Regions from separate parts of the Danio rerio genome. Here region 1 is linked to region 2. Evidence: chromatin contacts called from public Micro-C data. All regions are on one chromosome and are shown on one strand. Each heading gives the region's core, a stretch centred on a gene start, on an enhancer-like site or on the middle of the called end of the contact. The rest is flanking DNA. Distances are from core to core; before and after follow the strand shown. Region 1 holds the start of hs6st2 (heparan sulfate 6-O-sulfotransferase 2). Region 2 holds the start of cfl1 (cofilin 1).

What was found. A called contact is a pair of places that touch in the nucleus more often than the background predicts.
Region 1: a Micro-C map of caudal fin shows a contact between it and region 2, with 4 times the contacts expected there. The contact joins the promoter of hs6st2 here to the promoter of cfl1 in region 2.

Annotation. Positions count from the first base shown.
Region 1 is chr14:35,594,037-35,599,428 of GRCz12tu, forward strand. It overlaps hs6st2 (heparan sulfate 6-O-sulfotransferase 2), which reads right to left and starts at 2,218. Exons shown (of 2, transcript NM_194421.2): 1 at 1,397-2,218. The coding sequence starts at 1,956.
Region 2 is chr14:35,298,064-35,303,285 of GRCz12tu, forward strand. It overlaps cfl1 (cofilin 1), which reads left to right and starts at 3,607. Exons shown (of 4, transcript NM_213641.2): 1 at 3,607-3,714. The coding sequence starts at 3,712. It overlaps atl3 (atlastin 3), which reads left to right. Exons shown (of 14, transcript NM_001006016.1): 14 at 882-995. The coding sequence ends at 950.

The sequences.
Region 1 (5,392 bases), core at 968-3,467, 290 kb after region 2:
TATATATATATATATATATATATATATATATACATACACACACACACACACACATACACACACACACAACAGTTTTGTCTGGTTTTTGAATCTGATTGGCTGATAGTCGTGCGATATTTTGCCAGTAACATCACACAAAGGCCTCTTCACCCTTCACCTCTGTGTGTTAGACCGCCCACATACAGCAAGCAACAAGCAGAGACGCTACAGTTTGACAAATATCACTGTTGTTAGACAACAAAATGTACTTTTTTTTGTCGAGAATGTAGTTGTTTAGATTGCAACTAAGCAATTTATTTGTAAGAATAGCGCCTATTTTAAAATATTTATAGTTTCTGAGAGCTTGTCGGTGGCCAAAAACGGTTGCCTTTGTCTATTCACAAGATGGCGCCAGAACCGCACAGTAGCCCTTGCTCAGTGTGTTCTCTTGAGCGCGAATAAAAAACTAAAAACGGAAGCCTCGTGGTTTTTAAGGTGGACTGGATAGAGTCACTAAGAAGCTGCGAATAAGAAACTTGATTCAGCCTTGTCCCTCCTTATCGCAAACACAACAGCAGTCTGGTGAGAAATCTATGTAGACGGTTGGCATTTAATGTCACGTTCAGCCTTATAATCTTAAAATGTAAGCAAAATTTGCTCTTTTGTCATCACCTTAAGGGGTCACACACTAGAAGCGCCGCTTCACATTATACTATAGAGAATCATTCAAATACTAGCTCTAAAGTGACTTTGGTAAATAAGTTACAGCTTCTGCTGTTCTGACGTCAGCTGCATGTGTGAATGAATATTGGAAGAAAGTAGCTCCTAATACAAGAGTTTTAGACTCTGTGTTTGATTTTCTTTTTTATGTACAAGATTGTGCCGTCGAACTGTTGTCTAAACGCAATATCACACTTGTAGCAGTGTGCTATGGCTGTATATCAGCACTGGAGGGGCGCTAAGGCACAGCCTTTATATTTGGAGACTCGTGGTTTATATAACACGAGTCTCCAAATGCGAACATTATCAAACACTGTGGGTCTCATAATGCTACAGGGGGTTTATTTAAAGGACAGGCCTGAGAGAATGGCAGATGTTCTGGTGCCAGCAGGCTGTCTGCCCTCCGGGGTGTCTGAAAGGGTGAATGATTATGATGATGGGTCCCCTGTTGCAGGAATGCGCTGAATGAAAGCAGACACTCCGGGGTTAAACCTGACCTGTTGGAGTCCTTTTGTCTCCGCATAATTGACTTGCTAAGAGGTTTCAGAGCGAGAACAATATGAGAGGAAGGAGTGGCGAAGCGCACCGTGACGCCATACAACACACCATAACACAACAAAAGAAACAAGTTAGTTTATCGAGACGCATTTAAACTCATTAAGACACTAAATTAGTTTGGTATACTAATAAGTCTCACCTAGGAGTCATGCGTCTCTCCTGGGACTCCCGGTTGCTCATGAAGGAAGGCACGCAGTTGGTGAGCTCGGTCCAGTCCGCGTGCAGACCGCAGCTCCAGCCGGTGGAGAAGCGGGAGAACAGCCAGGTGTCGCGTTTGCCCGGCCGGTAGCAGGTACACTTCTTCTGGCCCGCATGGCACTCGCACGGCCTCTCCAGCTGGATGTTGCGGACCAGGTGACGGCCGAATGTGGTCCCTCCGGTTTTTTGAATGTGGAGGAACACAATAACATCGTCCCCCTTAATGTGGAAATCCACCGCGCGACTAAGGTCTTTAGTGGTAAAATTAAAACGAGGCACAAAGCGAACCAAAGCACCGTCCTCCGAGCTGTACGGATCTCCCGCACCGGCTCCGTTCAAGCGATCTCCGGGCGCGCGACTCCCCAGCCTCGAGGACAATGATGCCAGGTGTAGTAACTGCCAGTCGGATGTTGAACATATGTATTGCAGTACAATTCCGCCAAAAAACAGAATCATCAGCAGCGCGATGAGTAGCCGGCTGTAGTTGGATTTCCCATCCATCTTCTCGCTGGAAAAGTGAAAGCATTACTCGGTTGTGCGGCGGCTCGCTCACCGCGTCGCGTCGGCCAGGAGGAATGTTGAACAAAACCTGTGACTCGAGCACATCAAAACACGAACACGCCCAGCGCTTCTGGTGGATGTTCGTTTGATTGAAGCGAGTCTAGTCGGTGTCTACATGTTTTCACGAGGCTTTGTAGTCCGAACTTACATCGGATTGCTTTGTGATTCTTCGATAACTTCTGCTGTTTACCTCTGCCACAAATTCGTACTCGCTCTTCCCAGTTCCTCGTTTTCCCAGTAGTCCACATACAACGCCCACATCCGTACACCACTCTTCAAAATAAAAGTCCATAGGAATACTTTTATTGTGTAATATTGTCTTTTTTTTACATTTAATTAAAATCAGTTTGATATTTGTATGTGATTTAAACTGCTTTATGTGTATTTAATGGTAATACTAATTGTTTAATTGTGTATAAAATATAATAAAATTAACTATATATTTAATATTTATTAAATAAAAACTATATATTTTCATATAATTTTGCATCATATTAATCATAAATTATTAGTTAATGTTTTATTAAATAATATATACTTGTTATATAATACATACTTGTAATATATACTTATATAACATATACTGGTTTTGGCCGGTCAAACTGGTTTTAGCTGGTCATTTTTCAGCCTAACCAGCCTGGAAATAGCCAATACCCCTCTAAAGCCAGGCTGGTTGACTAGCTTGAAGCAGGCTGGTTTAAGCAGTTTTTTTAGTAACCAGCTTGGTGAAAGGGGTGATTCTTATTTTGTTTTGTTTTTTTGCCAAAAAAAAAAAAAAAATGTGTACCTCTTTCCAGTTATTTGCCTCATTTTCTATTAAACTATAAACTCTGAATTTAGGTTACATTATTTTTAGCTGAATTAGCTTGTCGATGGTATTGTCAGTATTTTTAAAATATGTAAATTTATTACATCATAATATCAATACAAAAAAGTTTTAAATTAAAAACTATTGTCATTTATTAGGCTAACAAACTGGCCAGCACAACTTTCCTCGGTCAGAATTTGGCCATTTGAATAATAAAAAAATAAAACACAATAATTATGAGCTTCACACCTTTTCCAGCCTCACTTGTAAAAAAAAAGTACATGATTATAACAACTTATTTTAATATGGGCTGCTTTTGGTGCTTCACACTTTTTTATTGGTCATGTTTTCTTTCAAGAATAAGGTCCAAGATTTAGAATAAGTCACTTGTAAAATGTTTACCCTGTTTAAAAACAATATAGTAGCAAAAGATGACCACTTACATCAGATTATATGTTTTACACAGCTGGATGTTGGACTCTTGAAAATTAATTGTTTGCATTGAAGAAAACTGATTAACTGAAGTCACACCAGGATTCTTTCCCAGAGATGGGTTGATCTAAAATAAGCGGTTCATTCTGATGAGCCAATTAAGCATAAGGTAAGCGTGTAAATGAAGTATAGCAATGCACACTTATCAAAAAATAAACTTAAAAAATGTCTTAATATACATCTGAAGTCAGAATTATTAGCCCCCTTTAATTTTTTCTTCTTTTTTAAAATATTTCCCAAATTATGTTTAACAAAGCAAGACATTTTTGATAATATTTTTCCTTCTGGAGAAAGTCTTATTTGTTTTAATTCGGCTAGAATAAATTTTTTTTTTTTTTTAAACATTTTAAGGTCAAAATTATTGGCCCCTTTAAGAAATATTTTTTCGATAGTCTACAGAACCATCATTTTACAATAACTTGCCTAATTACCCTAACCTGCCTAGTTAACCTAATTAACCTAGTTAAGCATTTAAATGTCACTTTAAGCTGTATAAAAGTGTCTTGAAAAATATCTAGTAAAATATTATTTACTGCCATCATGGCAAAGATAAAAGAAATTGGTTATTAGAAACGAGTTATTAAAACTATTATGTTTAGAAATGTGCTGAGGAAAATCTCTATTAAACAGACATTGGGGAAAAATTGGGGGGCTAATAGTTCTGACCAACTGTATATAAAGATCATGTATAATTAAGTTTACTTCCAATAGCGCAGAAAAGAAACTGAAGATTTTTAAAAATATATCATTATACCAACTAACATTCATCAGGATTTAACTCATTAACTTACTATTTATTTAGCATATTGTGGTCAGCATCACATTTATTTACATTAGCAATTAAGGAATGAATTTGAGGCTATGTTTGGATGCTTATCTGCTATGGGAGGTTAATAGCGTTACATTTATATCTGTCAGTGTTTATCTTATCTTAGCAGCTTATGTTAATTTAATAACAAACACAAAGACTGAATAATGGCTGATTAATCAAAGCTCATGATTGTTTTAACTCTTCATGGGCCCATTTAAAATTATCTAAAATAAGCGGTTCATTCTGATGTGCCAATTAAGCCTAAGCAAAGTGTGTAAATGAAGTATAGCAATGCACACTTATCAAAAAATAAACGTACAAAATATCTTAATATACACACACAAGATTGTTAAAGCAATCAATCAACAGATACAGCACGCAGATAAGAAACCACACCACACATCACAATTAAATATCTGCAGTCTTTATTTCAACAAGACTAAGAAATGTTTAATATAACTTTTCTCTTACATTTTTAGCATCTATCTCTCTTGGTTTTGCCCATATTAAGCACATACTCTGAATGGGTAAAATCTGATGAACATCTCTCAGAGACCACTAAATCGACTGCTCATTATTTACAATTGTTTTTCTTTTCTCCTCTTCTTTCTTTAGTCTCTCTCCCTCCTCCTCCTCCTCCTCATCACTGATGTACAGAGCTGTAGGCTCTGCAATCCATCCGCCTGAAGCTCAGCACTCAAACTTAAAGATGACACCGCAGAGGATCGCTTTCCTGATCCGTAAAGTCCATGTCATCTTCACACTGACTCAGAGCAGCTCCACATACAAGCACAAGACACTTCCTCCTTTCCTGGTCTTCTTTACATCAGAGCCATCATAAAACATGTGACTGTGGGAAGCTTTGGGTCATCGGGATGAACAGAAAACACGTACAGCTTCCTATTCATGCCTCAATTTAAACAAACAAACAAACAAACAAACAATCTGAGGTGCGGAGCATCACTGCTGCACAGATCTTTACTCATTTCAGACTTCTTTTCACGTCTGAGGACTGGCCATTCATCCGTAGACACTGAATGAATGAATAAAAGCGTGTGCACGTCGCAGATAGGATTAAAAACAACATTTAAAATTGCGGTGAGGTATCTGAATGCCAATTTTTTTATCTTTTAAAAAAGTGCATGTGACATTAGGAACGATCAAGGACCGATGGCCAGCCCTGTCCTTGCATCAGCTTGTACAATTTTCACCACCCACTTAATATAAAACAATAAAAATGGTTTACAAAATGGAAACGTTACATA
Region 2 (5,222 bases), core at 2,357-4,856:
CTTCCAGAATTTCTCCTAGTTCAGTGCTGGATTCGGCTAAAAACTCCTCAAAGGAGCAACTCCATAACAACTGATGTAAACAAGGATGTTTATCTGTCAAACCCCTGTAAACACCCACAGTCTTCATCAGCGCTGCAGGGTCTCTCTATGCAGCAGCTTTTCATGTGTTCTACATCAAAATAAAGAAATCCCAATAGATATGTAAATGATTCATATTGCTTACACATGCTTATTCCGAATATATTTTAAAGTCACCTGTCAGATTTTATTTTAGAGAGCAGGCGTAAGGTTTAGCGGTGTCCTTTTCATATTTGATTCATTCCCAAACTGAGACTGCTAGCAGCTACTCTGACTGACAGTATTTACACAGCATAGGCACAGCGCGTGCTGGCAGTCGTTTTCATGAGCTAAGTACTAGTATATAATTAATGTAAGATATATATAAAAAAAAATAATGTTATTTTTTATTTTATTTTTTTTTTTTTTTTACAAATGAAGCATGAGCACACTGCTTTGCATCTTATAAACACAACCAAGCCTTAAAAATACACTCTGGACCACCTCTTTAAATAATACTTTAAAAAAGGGCTTGATATCAAGCAGTGTGCTTCTCTTTATAGTGTTGTCTGTATCTTTAAATTGCATGAGCCCTTTAATTTTCTACAAATTCTGACTGTCTGTTAGTGTTTGTCAAATGGGAAAAATCGTTCTGAAAGTGACCCCAATATTATCATTTCTCTTTATCTTTGTCATTGTGGTGTGAACTGTGCTATTCTTTAACACTGACTGATTTTTAGAACTATATCTTTATAGTTATTGTGCTTTAGTGTGAACAGCTCTTAAAGGATTGTCAATTCTGATTTTTTTTTTTACCCCCTCAGGCCACAGATGTGTTAAACAAGACAAGAAACCAGGGTCAAGTGGCTGCGCAGCAGAAGAAAAACAGATAGCTTATCAGTCAAACTGAAGATGCCAGACAAAAAAAAAAAAAAAAAAAAAACGATGTACAAACTGCACAGACGTGACCAACAATGATACCAAATAATGCATATCTCCAAACATAGCACTTAAATCTCCACTTCTAATCCAGGGTGAATGATTTTGTCAATATCTTGCAGCAGATTTTTAAATACCGACACAAATATGAGTATTTGACCAAATTTCACAAACCAGCAGTTGGTTCTTCAGGGACGATTAAGGATTTAGCACAAGGGCTAAACTCTCCACAGAGCTGCATTAAGTTTACAGTTGTTCATTCCAGTACAGCCAAAGACTTGTCCTCTGTATCCGGTCAGGGTGGTGTAACTTTAGGATTGCACTTTGTAGGCATGTTATCTGTTTGTTCTTTTTAGCCAGGAATACCTTTGCACATGAACTGCCATTACTTAAGGCTTTAGCTTGATTCACTGTTTAGTATTAAAAGTGTAGCTACACTATTGCGAGAGCTTTGTTTTATGATCTCTGTACCAAACTGTGGCCTTCTATCCATTCCTTGTTTCCATCCATGTATGAGTTCCATCACAAGTCCTGTCAGTAACTTGATACCCTAAACTGGGCTTTCAAATTTGTGCTAAAAAAACATGTTATTCCAGCACATTGATTTGTGTGCTGGACTGGTCCTATTACTGTACACCCTATTTTAACTGCCGGCATGCTGTTTGAGTGTTCAAAACCATCCTGACCTTTTCTTTATGTAGGACTTAAAGTATTGATAGAAAAGCCAATCTCAACTATTTAACGTTCTGAAGAAAGCTCAGCTAGTGCACTTTTCTGTGATCAGGTTTATATTTGTATATCATATTAGCTAATGCCTGATTGTTGGATTGATCTGAGCACTGTTGCATCTTATTACTTTCCATTTTATTTATCATATCACATTCCTGTTCATTCGTGTGTGTGTATATCGGAAAAATGTCCAGACCTATGAAAGCATTTTAAAGACAATATGTTGTGTCTGTGTGGCGTTGTTATTCGTTGCATTCCTCCAGAGACTCAGTTTTGGGAGCTTTATGTTCTGGATCTTTTCAGTTTCAAGTTCAGTGGGCCTGCCTAATCTGATATTGTAGGGATGTCTTATGTCCCTTTATATCATTTTTACTGTTACACACACACTTTATCGATAAATACCCCCAAAAATAAAACTAGAAGCATGCAATGCACTTTTTGGGTCTTGTTTGTAAACAGATAAGTGTCAGTGTTTGTACAGCAGGTGTCAGCATTGATTTGAATTAAAAACGACATCCGTTTTTCAGCGAGGACCGACCGTAAGTATACACAACCTCATGTTTAAACAGCCTCTCATTTGCGTGAACAAAAACGATTTCCTTTAATTCATCTTTCGTTTGTTAATGTCAAATTGTAGCTAAAGCTGTGCCGTTAGGGAGCAGGATGTTCTTCCTCTTCGCAGTTTCATCCGTCTCTTCTGTTCACCGCTCCCTCTAGCGCGCGCACAGAGAACTTTTCCTATAGAAATGAAATGTCCTTGTTTCCTTATATGGCGATCCGAGTCGCGAGCCGCCTGATGTGCGCGGCTTTGGCTGAGGCGCGTTCACGACTGTCACCATTTGCTTCCTTATTTGGAAGCGAGTTAAGCGAACCTTAAAAAGGGGCAGAGACAAACACAAAGGGTTAGGCTGAGGCTCAGACAGCAGCGAGCCACTAACCAATACTACAATCGGCGAAATGTGTGTGTTTGCTTTGCAAAATGTAGCACTTTAACAACGCTTTCCTTCTGACGTAGCACATGCTTTGGGTAGAAAGCTCCACCATTAGGACTTCACAGATGTAAAAACGAAATGTAATCTATAAATAAAACATTTCTGCTAAAATAGTTTTGTATTTAAGGAGTAAAATAAAATACATTTTTCTTAAATGAAGCCTGTTTAAACGTTTTTGGTTACATATGTATAGAAAATTATATGTGTGTGTTATAGGTTATATATGTATAGACAATGGTGATTTTAAAATCAGGTAATTGATACAATATTTTTTTAATGTTTGAATGTATTAAAATGTATTGTTGAAATGTAGATTTCTCATGTTATTACTTATGACTGGACTATAATTTAAACCCATATAAACGTTTTTGGTTACATGCTTAATATGTTTTAAAAATGAGGGTTTTAAATTTGTGACCATTTATTGAACACATTTTTTTAAAATGGTAGCAACATTTTATTCACAATAAATATATATATATATATACATACATACATACATACACACACGTATAGATAACACAATATTTTAAAAAGTTAAGCAATATTTGGTAGAATTACCCTGATTTTTAATTAGCTACAACAAAATAAAACATTAGCTATTTTGACCAATAACCATTTTCAGAAATAAATGAATTATTTAAATCAAGTTTTGATTTAGATTTTCTAAAATGTTAGACATTATAAAATAACTGGGAAAACATTTTACTCACACACATACCTAATAAATCTTTATTTTTGCATAGACGTATAGCGACCATGAGGAAAAATGCTACATTTTAAAACACCGATAAAAAAATTATAGAGAATATCCTAGAACTCCAACTCCCATAACCCCTCAAAAAGCGCGTGACACGGACGCGCGCTCCCGTCTGCTGCACGGGAGCGCGCAAAAGGGCGCGCCCGAGTGTTGTATCAAGTGTGCGAGACCGAGGGACTGCATCACAGCTCATTCAATTCCAATCCAGACGCCGACTAGCACAGAGACACAGCCATGGTAAGTTTGCATTTAAATCATTTAGAATGTTTTACAGCTATCCCTGATATGCTTTTAATGTTTAACTACTATCTCGTGGGCATTGTTGGTTGTTTTTTCTCTTAAATGTGATTGAGTAATCTTTGAATCAAATCTGTCAATTAACGCCTCCACCGACCGTAGCTGCAGGCTATGATAAGTAGCGTTGATTGTCAGAAAAGCATCTACATTGTCCTGTGGCAGTGAACTCACTCCGTTTGTTTGTCCGCGGTTATAATCTTGCGGCTCGGCGGTCTGACTGCGCGTGGCCTTCAACTACTCGGATGCGATGAGATTGGCAAAAATGAGACCCAAAAACAACTGGCGCCATTTCCCCGCTCAGCCTCCTTTATTTCCGTGCGTCCAGGCCCAGGAAAGGCCTCGACCGCTTTTCATCACACACTGCATGCAGGCCCTGCTCCACACACGACTGGACCGCAGCGAGATATTAGGAAAGGCAGTGAATAAACCAATGGCCGCCGGCCGCATGTGCGGTTAACTGCGTTTTCACCGGCCAGATGAAGCGCTTCCTCGACCCTGTCCTTTGTCTGAACACGGCCATCCGTCAGAAAGCACCATCGTTCGCATTTGCCGCACCGCCGCGACTGCGGGCGGGCGTAAAAACGCCGATTATTCCCTTTTAAGGCCGAAAGCTCTCATGTTTATACTACGCTTTTGCTCTTTTGAACGCGTTCGTTTTGCGGATATTTGGCACACATGCACGAACACCGCAATCGTGGCCCCACCCTAATTCTTGATGCACAGATGGTGTTGGTTATTTCTTTGACCAAAAAGAGGAATCGACGGGGAAAGTGTATCAGGTTGATTTTAGATGATATTATGAAATAAGTGCGCTGGGTGGCAGGCGGCCAACTTAAAAACCGTTACTCGTGCATTTGCGTGTCGTTAGGCGGCGCGTGCACTGACTACTCTTCCTGGTTGGACGTAACTTTATAAATTACTTTGTAAATTACGTTTTATTGCGTTTGATCTTTCTCCGAAATTATTTGTAACACATCTGTATCTTTGAGATGAGCACGTGACTGCTTTTGCGTGTGTCCTGAGAATATTTAGGTGCTTTTACTTCCTCAGTTTTTCGAAAGCGCAGCTAAGTCGTCGACTTGCTTCTGTACGTACACGCACACTGAAAAACACTTGTGAAAAGGAAGGGAAATGGTGATAATGCCGCGTGTAGGCTGAAGGAAATGCCGGTTCCGGTGCGCGCAGTCTCGGTATGCGAGTCGCAAGGACCATATGCAACGTCACAGACCGCAAGCGACGTCCAAATCTCTGTCTGTGAGGCATGTGATGAGATGCGCGATGCAAGAAACATTTTAAACATATAAAGTGTCTCTTTATTCGAGGGCCCAAGACGTCACGTTTCCTGTATCACAACACTTACTCATTTCTCATTGTGGGTTTCACTTCTCAGTGGACGTGGATGATTTACCCGCAGTGTTCGTGTCCTTGCACTCAAACTTTGGACTTTT